Regions from separate parts of the Sus scrofa genome. Here regions 1 and 2 are each linked to region 3. Evidence: chromatin contacts called from public Hi-C and promoter capture Hi-C data. All regions are on one chromosome and are shown on one strand. The core of a region is the stretch at or near the end of the contact, and the rest is flanking DNA. Distances in the headings are between cores, read along the strand shown. Region 1 holds the start of LOC102161030 (interferon lambda-4). Region 2 holds the start of LRFN1 (leucine-rich repeat and fibronectin type III domain-containing protein 1). Region 3 holds the start of PAK4 (serine/threonine-protein kinase PAK 4).

Region 1 (2,700 bases), core at 143-2,642, 79 kb before region 3:
TAAACCCGTGCATTTATGGCCAATTATTCTACAAAAAGGGAGGCAGGGACACACAAGGGAACAAAGACCGTCTCTCCAATAAGTGGGGCTGTGAAAACCAAACGGCTACCTGTGAAAGAATGAACTCAGAACACTTTCTAACACCATCCAAAAACATAAACTCAAAATGGATTTCTAACTGTTAGACCAGAAACCATAAAATTCCTAGCCGAGAACATAGGCAGAACACTCTGACATGTATTGCAGCAATGTTTTTTTCCCCATCTGTCTCTTAAGGCAAAGGAAACGAAATCAAAAATAAACAAATGGGACTTAATTAAACTTATAAGCTGATGCACAGCAAAGGAAACCATTGATAAAATGACAAGACAACCTACTGAATGGGAGAAAATGTTTGCCGATGATGTGACTGATAAAGGGTGACTATCTAAAATATAAAAACAGCTCCTACAACTCAACATCAGAAAAACAACCTGATGAGAAAATGGGCAGAAGAGGCGTTCCTGTAACAGCTCAGTGGGAATGAACCCGAATAGTATCCATGAGGAAGCAGATTTGATCCCTGGCCTTGCTCTGTGGTTTAAGGATCTGGCGTTGTGAGCTGTGGTGTAGGTGGCAGTCGTAGCTCAGAAGACAGAATTGGATAGAGAGAAGGAGGCCCTGAATCAGATATTTAGGGGTAGTGATGGCTTGGAGATCAAGCTTTGAAGCTGGACAGTGTGTAGGTTGATCTCCCGTCTCTGCCAATTACTGACTATATATTGTGGAAAAGTCTCTTTACTGTGCCTCAGTTTTCTCATCTGTAAATTGGAGGTAGAGCAATTCCTGCAGTGTTATTTCTTTTGTGCATTAAAGGAGGGGATACATATCAGATACTCACTTTCGAAAGAAGGTGAGAGGATTCAGAAAGAGACAGAGACAAAAACTGGTGACAGAGAATTGGGTTAGAGTCATTGCTGGCACTGTTGCCCAGGAGGGTAAAGTCCTCACAGCCCTGCCTGCCCCCTCTGGGCTGATCAATGGCCAGCAATGACATTGGGAAAGCTTCACCTGCGCGGGGAAGCCCGGCTCTCATCATCCTCAGCTGGGCACTTAAAAGCCACCATGGAGGGTCAGGCACCGCTGTCACAGGTGGACACCACTCCGGACACCACTCAGGACAGTGGAAGGCAGGCCCTGCAACAGCACGAGGCACCAAAGACACATTGCAGGTGAGGAGTGAGGGGAGAGAGAAGATGAGGGGAGAAGGGGGGTCCCGGCCCAGCCCGTGTCTCTCCCCCTGCATGTCCTCTGCGATTGTGCTCGGAGCATCGGTCCCTCTGGGAGTTTAACCAGAGGCGGGGTGCTTGGGCTTGGGGGCCTTCTCCTTGGGCCCCCTGATGTCCGTCGCCTCTTGTAGGAACAGGGATGGGACCACGTGGCACAGCCGCGGTGGCTATGGGACTGTGGGTCTTTGTGACGGCGGTCTTCGCGTTGGACCCTGAAGACGTGGTGGTGCCCGGTCGCTGCGTCCTCTCTCACTACCGCTCCCTGGACCCTCAGGCGCTGGTGGCCGTCAAGGCGCTGAGGGACCACTATGTGAGTGATGTCCAGACGCCCGACCCCCGGATCCTGGGCCCGCCGGGTTCAGAGACCACAGTCTTGATCCCGCGGGCGCTCCAGTCCTAGCGTGCAGCAGGAGAAATTCTCAGGGTCCAGAATAGTGACCACTGTCATCTTCCCGGCCGCCCTGGCCCTCGTGTCACACATGGCCTGGGTGCCTATCACAGAGGGGCGCCCCCTCCAGGTGGACTCGGCTCCACACCGGGGCGCAGGCTCCGCCCGGGGAGCACGAGTGTGTTTCAGGCCTGGCTCACGCCTTCGGAGAGCTGCCTGGTAGGGACACCGTAAGCACAAACGTCCCCGCCCGTCCTGATCTACGTCGAGCAATCCCCGATGTTCCAGAGCTTCGGGGGCCCTGGCGAGTAGGCCCAGGGTCACCCCGGCCCTTGTCCCTCAGGAGGAAGAGACGCTGAGCTGGAGGCCACGCAACTGCTCGTTCCGCTTGAGGAGGGACCCTCCGCCGCCATCGGTGAGGCCGGAGGCCCGAGACCAGGGAGGGGTGGGGTTGGGGCTGAGGCGAGCGCAGGGCGCGGCCCCGTCTGACGCCCTCCGGGTCCCCGCAGTCCTGTGCGCGGCTCCGCCTGGTGGCCCGCGGCCTCGCCGACGCCCAGGCGGTGCTGAGCAGCCTGCCGAGCCCCGAGCTGTTCCCCGGCGTCGGCCCGACCCTGGAGCTGCTGGCGGCCGCGCGGCGGGACGTGGCGGCCTGTGTGAGTGAGGCCCTCCCTGGCCCCGCACCCCCGCCGGCTCGCGCTGGGCCCTCGCGGCCCCCCACCCTCACCCCCGATTGCCCGTCTGTCCCGCTGAGCCCCGAAACGGGCGCAGGCACGATTCGCCTAGTCTCGGTGTCCCCAGCGCCGGCCTTCGCTCTGCAGCGGGGAGGCTGAGGGGCGGGGGCACGTGGCACCGGGAATCGGTTCTTCGCCTTCTTCATCACCTCGTGTTTCCTCCCCATCCAGCTGGAGCTGGTCCAGCCAGGCTCCGGGAGGAAGTCCCTGCGGCCGCCCAGGAGGCGTCACAGAGCTGTGAGTGGAGCAGGCGCCAAAGCGGTTGGACCGCAGGGGGGCGGCGTGAGGTCGAGAAGGGACGCGAGCGGGTTTG
Region 2 (3,058 bases), core at 219-2,718, 110 kb before region 3:
CTCTGTATGGGTTTGGGGGAGGCGAGTTTGCCGCTCCCTCTGTCCCTGTCCGTGTCTATTGGGGGGGGCTTCGGCGGTCCTTGGGGGAGACGGCCATGTCTTCCCCTTCCTGGTGGCTGGTTGGGGGGATGGGCAGCCGGTAGGTGGACAGATGGAGGGATGAGAGGCCGAGGGATGGACAGATGGGCCTTGAGGGGAGGGACACAGACTGGGTCCTTCCCCACCCACCCCACCCCAACCCCCACTGGTCAGATCTCCGCAGATGGGGCCAGAGTTGCCTGCATCCAGACGGCCGGGCTGGGGGACCTTTGGGCTGCTGGTGGGAGGATTGCCTTGAACCAGTGCTCTAGGACTCAGCCCCCAACCCCTGAGATTTGACCTGCTGAACTCTGACCTGGCTGGGGATGGGGGGGCTTGCTGGGAGGGAGGGATGCTGGGATTTCTTTGGCTTGGGAAGTAGGTGGGGCGGGGGTGCCTCAGGGCTGGGAGGGATGTGTTCGTGACTGTGTGTGAATGGGAGTCTGTGCCTATCTGTTGACTGTGCCACTGTGGTTCAATATTTTGTGGTGTTTATAAGTGTGTAAATACCTCCCAGGGCTGTTGTGTGAGCATGTGTCTGTGATAAGTGAATATCTCGGAGTATCTGTGCAAAGGTGGATCTTTTTGTACCCGTGTGCTTGTTGGAGTGTGTATCAGCCTTTTAAGTGTCTTTGCACATTGTAGTTCTGTGTGTATGTGTGATGTGTGTATCCGCTAGTGTGTGCATTTATGCATCTGATGGTGTAGGAATATATCAGCTTTGTGAACATGTGTCCTGGGGATATGTGAGGTTGTAAGAGTGTGTTTGGGCACTTAAGAGCATGCACATATGTATCTTTGTGCAAGTGAGCATGTTATATGTGCATGCCCCTGTGTGTTGGCGAGTGTGCAAGGGTAGATCTGTTATAGGTGCATGCACCTGGGGGTAAGTGCATTTCACTGTTGTGTGTGCATCTGTGTTTAAATGTGCAAGGGAAAAGGCAGTGTTGTGTGGTTGTGTGCAGGTGTGTCAACCTTGAGGGTATACGTCTATGTTGTCTCCATTTGTGTGTCCATGTTGGCCTCTGGGGGGTGGGGTTGGGTGCGTTCAAATATATATGTGCAGGGTGATGTGCACACAGGTGCCTGTGTCCCAGCACAAGGCTGACCCCACTTCTGAGCCCAGTGAGACTGGGGTCCCTGTGACGTGACCTGGGGTCTACTGGGGTCCATGGACACAGTGTGTCCACACCTGGGACAGGAGTCAATGGAGGGCAGGGGACACACAGATCCTGCTGCTGTGTCCATGGAAATCCAGATGTAGAGTCATAGGTTGTGGGCCCATGTAGGTTCTGGCATGTCCACACATGTTGGTGTGACAGAGGTGTGACGGCGAACATGGGAACTTCTGGTCCTCTTCCAGCTCCTGGTACTGTTCAGGTCTTTGAAGTTGGGCGACTGGGGTATGGATTCTGGAAAGAGGAAGCTGGGAGCTTAGAATCCTGGGTTTGAAGGAGAAGGGGGCTGAGGGGCCAGACTCCTGGGTCTTGAGAAAGGAAGGGCCTGAGACCTGGACTCTTGAGGGGCAGGGGGAGGAGGGTGGGTTCTTGCTTCTTGAGCCTCCAAAGGACAAAGGACAAAAGTCCTAGACTCTTAGGTTTTGGAGGGTGAACAACAGTCAGAGGCCTGGAATCCTGCATTTGCAGAAATGACTTCTTGGGTCCACTTTAGCCTGTGGAGAACCTGCAGCAGGAAGGCTAAGAGAGTGATCACACCAGGGACGCCCTTGGCTAAGATGGTCTTTCAGGCAGGTCTCCAGAGAGGAGCCAGAAGGATGCTAACCGTGTGGTTTTGTTCCTTTGCAGGGACTGGCCCAGGCCCTGACTCCCTGAAGAGAGGTGAGTGGGGCCCCTCAAGCTGGGGAGAGAGAAATGGAGTGATTGGGTTTGTTCTGAGCCAGCCAGAGGCCTGGAGCTCTGCCTTGTATGGATTTCTGTGGCCGGTATGGCAGTTTCCTGAGGGGCAGGCGCCCACCCAGGCTGGGGGTGGTGACCAGGTCAGGAACATCATGTTTGGGTAAGGGCTTGATAGAACCAGGGCACAGGGTGGGGGTGGGGGTCAGTGGGGCAGGGGTGTCTCAGGCCTGGAGGTAAGATGGGTAAGGTGGTTGGCAAAGGGAAGTCTCCTCTTTATCAGTAAAGGATGCAAGAGTTTCCTGACATGAAATGAGCCTGCATTTGGAGAGCGGCATGAGGATGCTGTACCATTTAGTGTGTGTATGTGCATGGATGTGGGAAAATCTGATAGTCAAACCTGCTAGTGGCTGAGAGAGAGCCAGAGAGAATGATCAAGCTGATGGCAGCTCACATTTATATAGTGTTTCCTGGGTCAGCAACCACTCTAGGTACTTTCCAGTCTATTATCTCATGTAAGACTCATAACAGCCTTATAAGATAGGTGTTATCACCCCCATTTTACCAATGAACACACTGAGGCATAAAGAGAAGAAGTCACCTGACTAAAGTCAGGCATCAGGGCACTGGGATGTGAATGGGGCAGCAGGGGGGCCCAGGTTCTGGTTCCATTGTTATTATTACTGTTTCAATTTGCCCCCCCTACCCCCCAGCTATGGGAAGATTTCCTGTTTCACAGGTTGCAGCTCTGAACCCTGGAGACCCTACAGCCAAGCAGGTGCAGAAAAGGTGGGTCTCCTAACTCAGGAGCGCCACCTCCCAGACCAGGCTTTTCTGTCCAGCATAGAGTAGTGTCCCCTAGGGAGTGCACGACAGGTTAGGAGGGGGCCTCAGAGCTAGTGGGACACCCTGACTCTGCCTCTGCTTCCTCTCTCCAGCCCCATCCCTGCCTCCCTCAGTCTCTCTGTTGCTTCCCCTCTTTGTCGGTCTCTCTAACACTCGTCTTCACTCTCCTGTCTCTCCCTTACGCCGTCTCTTTATCTCAGTCCCTCTTCGCTGCGTGGGTCTCGTCCACTCAGTTTTCCTGTCTCTCTCTGCTTCGGGCTTGCTCCCCAGTCTCTTCGCCT
Region 3 (3,110 bases), core at 550-3,049:
TGCCCAACATTCAATCCCCACCGACCAGCATCCTCTGCAGACTCTGCAGACGAGGCAGTGCTTCAGGTGGAAACTCAGGGAAAGGACAACCTGGAGAAATTCCTGCCCTCGAGGGGCCCAGCATCGAGATAGAGAACAATAGCGAGATAAGGAGTGTCTGGGGGCAGGCTGGTCAGGCGCAGGTTCCAGATTAGAGGCAACTGGAAAGTCAAAGACCTGGAGGGAGGCATGAGCCCATGGAGCTGAAGAGCAAACAGGCCGGTGTGCTTGGACCTTGGGGAGGGATGGGGAGAGCAGTAGGAAGTGGGATGGGCGTGCCTGAAGACCATGATGAGAGCCTGGGGTTTTAAATACAGAGAACACCCGACTCTGTCCAGGGTACCGCCCCAGGACCCCCGCCAGAAGCCTGTCAGACTCCCTCGGACTCTGGGCCACCCACAAACACCCCATCCCACAGGCCCAGGGGAGCCTCTCCTCCCAGATCACACCCCTCCATGGAGGCCAAAGAGACAGCCCTGCCCAGCCCAGCCCCCTGCTTCCAGGAACAGACCTTCAGCAAGCTACGATGTGGTGACTAGGGCCAGGAGCTCTGGGGTCATTCAAGATTCAGCTTGGAATCTGCTTCTGTCACTCAGTAGAAACTCTTTGAGCCTCACTTTGTCTGTCTGTAAAGTGGGTCCATCTGGTACCCACTTCACAAGATTATGGTATAAGTCCGGGCACACAGGGCGCTGAGTACAATGTTAACTCTCATTAAGCATCAACCAACATCATGAGAATCTGAGAGCCTGCGGAGCCTACAACTCTGAACCCCGAGTTCAAATCTGAGCTGCACCACTTACTCATGAGAAGACCCTGGGCAAATCACTTAACCTCTTAATAATGGCACCAAGCCCATAAGGTTGTGTTCACGATCAAAGGTAATGTAAAGCATTTAGAACAGAGCCTGACACACAGTAAGTGCTCTAGGAGTGTTTGCTCTTATTTTCATCATCTGTGGGAGGAGGGCTTTCTCCTCTTCCCCTCCCCCGCCCCCCCCCGCCCCCGCAGGAAGCACCCTTGACCTTGTTCTTGAATGTCCTACCCCTCCTCTTCAGCAACACGTCCCACCTGGGTTTTAACTTCTGACCCCTGAGAACATCACCTGTCGGGCCACCAGGTTCTGATCTTTGCCCCCTTTGGTCAGGCCCCACTTTTGATCCCATACAGATGTCCCCCAACCTAAATCTCATTCATTTGCTCCACTAGCTGCTGCCCTAAACCTCCAACTCTCAGACCCTCGCAGGCACATCCTCCCTTCAAATTGACCCCCATTTTTTTAGACATTCGCCCCCCTGCCCCTCCAACACGCTCCTACTTCAAATTTCCAATTTTGCACCCCTTCGCCACGCCCCCTTTGCTACCACGACCTCTGACCTACTCTACACCTCCCCCCTGTTCAACGTAGACCCGCGACCCACCCACGACGCGACCCTTTCCTTCGCGAGTCAACTTTGACCCCAGCGGCCCCGCCCCCTATTCCCGTAAACGCTCTCCCACCGCCATCGCCGGACCCCCCCCACGTCGCCTGGCCAGATCGCTTATCCTACCGGCTCGGCACCGCAGTCGCTCGCGGCCTAGCTGCTCGGCCCGGAACTTGGCGCGCTCACGCCGCCCTCAGCTCTCTTGCGCCGCCGCCACCACGGCCACTGCTGCCGCCATGTTGAATCCCCAACGAACATCCGGGGCTTTCCCCCCTCGCCGCCCACCAGTCCCCATAGCAACGGGGCTGACCGGCCCGGGGCAGGGCCGGCTCAGGGGCGGAGCTGGGTGCCCGGCAGGGTCCGCTCCAGCCTCTGATTGGTGAAGATCGTCCAATCGGAAACCTTAGGGAGGAAAATGCCAAGCCGGGATTGGAAAATTTGGAAAGGGTGCGGGGAGGCTGGCTCCAGCCGGCTGAGATTCTTAAAGGGGAAAATGGTTAGGCGCCTGCAACAGTCCTTCCCACCTTCTCTCAAAAGCAGTCATGGGGGGTAGAAGGCAGGCATGGGTGATTATGGCCAGAAACAGCTTTTGAACTTTTACTATGTGCCAGACACCCCGTCAAGTGCTTTACTTGCATTATCTTGCTGAATACTCGTCACAACCCTGTTATTAATATCCGTTTTACAGATTAAAAACTGAGGTTCAGCGGGGCGAACTAGCTCAGTTGGGATCATAGTCAATAAATAGTGAGTTTGGACGACCTTTGTCTGTCTGAGTCCGGGAACTTGACCTGGAACCAGGACACTGATTGATCTTAATCTTTTTAATAAGTTTTTTCAAAAGTATTTATTTGATTTGTTGGAGTTCCCGTCGTGGCTCAGTGGTTAACGAATCCGATTAGGAACCCTGAGGTTGCGGGTTCGATCTCTGGCCTTGCTCAGTGGGTTAAGTATCTGGCCTTGCTGTGAGCTGTGCTGTAGGTTACAGTTGCTGTTCGGATCCCACGTTGCTGTGACTCTAGTAGGGCGGCATCTACAGCTTCGATTCGACTCCTAGCCTGGGAACCTCCATATGCCGCGGAGGGGCCCTAGAAATGGCAAAAAGACGAAAAAAAAAAAAAAAAAAGAAGTAATTGATTTGTTTAAAAAAAAAAAAAAAAAAAAGGAGGGGGAGGAGGATGGGAAACCCCCGTAAACTAAACATTTTTTTCCTGGATTTCACTCACTGGTCTCCAGCCACTTTGCTAAAAAAAAATCAAGTACTCATCTACCTCAAGGTCATTGCATTGACTATTCCTTTTGTTGGGCATAGACTCTCCCCCCTGGTACCTTCATGGCTCCGTCCCTTCTCTTCTTCAGGGTTTTACTCAAATGTCACCTTATCAGTGGGACTGTTCCTGCCCACCCTGACTAAAGCAGCCAAAGTCCCTCTCACATGCTACTAAACCACTTACCTTCTCTGCTTTTTCTTATTTTTTGTTCCTCTTATCACGTTCTAACAGGCTAGATGATTAGCTAATCATAGTTATTGTTTTTCTCCTGCTGGAATGTCAGCTCCATGAGAGCATGGATTTTTGTCTGTTTTGTTCACTGTGGGCTGCCCATTTGTTGAATGGATGGTTGGATGAGGTGTAAAGCCACTTTTTC

The links. Promoter capture Hi-C pulls out the DNA fragments that hold promoters and counts their contacts. Hi-C and Micro-C count contacts between places; a contact is called where the count stands out from the background.
Region 1: a promoter capture Hi-C map of liver shows a contact between it and region 3, with 2.5 times the contacts expected there. The contact joins the promoter of LOC102161030 here to the promoter of PAK4 in region 3. A contact is called at or near these places in 1 of 5 promoter capture datasets (liver) and 5 of 47 Hi-C or Micro-C datasets (fetal heart ventricle, fetal skeletal muscle, mesenteric adipose tissue and 2 more).
Region 2: a Hi-C map of embryonic fibroblasts shows a contact between it and region 3, with 2.3 times the contacts expected there. The contact joins the promoter of LRFN1 here to the promoter of PAK4 in region 3. A contact is called at or near these places in 4 of 5 promoter capture datasets (fetal skeletal muscle, liver and skeletal muscle), 25 of 47 Hi-C or Micro-C datasets (adipose tissue, alveolar macrophages, blood and 14 more) and 2 of 2 datasets of contacts at active chromatin or transcription factors (alveolar macrophages and skeletal muscle).

The regions. Positions count from the first base shown.
Region 1 is chr6:47,947,402-47,950,101 of Sscrofa11.1, reverse strand. It overlaps LOC102161030 (interferon lambda-4), which reads left to right and starts at 1,392. Exons shown (of 5, transcript XM_013990503.2): 1 at 1,392-1,578; 2 at 2,000-2,071; 3 at 2,166-2,309; 4 at 2,559-2,624. The coding sequence starts at 1,408.
Region 2 is chr6:47,979,942-47,982,999 of Sscrofa11.1, reverse strand. It overlaps LRFN1 (leucine-rich repeat and fibronectin type III domain-containing protein 1), which reads left to right and starts at 1,468. Exons shown (of 7, transcript XM_021094364.1): 1 at 1,468-1,916; 2 at 2,645-2,720. LOC102160572 (a long non-coding RNA gene) reads right to left here. Exons shown (of 3, transcript XR_002344655.1): 3 at 1,406-1,490.
Region 3 is chr6:47,868,293-47,871,402 of Sscrofa11.1, reverse strand. PAK4 (serine/threonine-protein kinase PAK 4) reads right to left here and starts at 1,799. Exons shown (of 10, transcript XM_005664597.3): 1 at 1,590-1,799.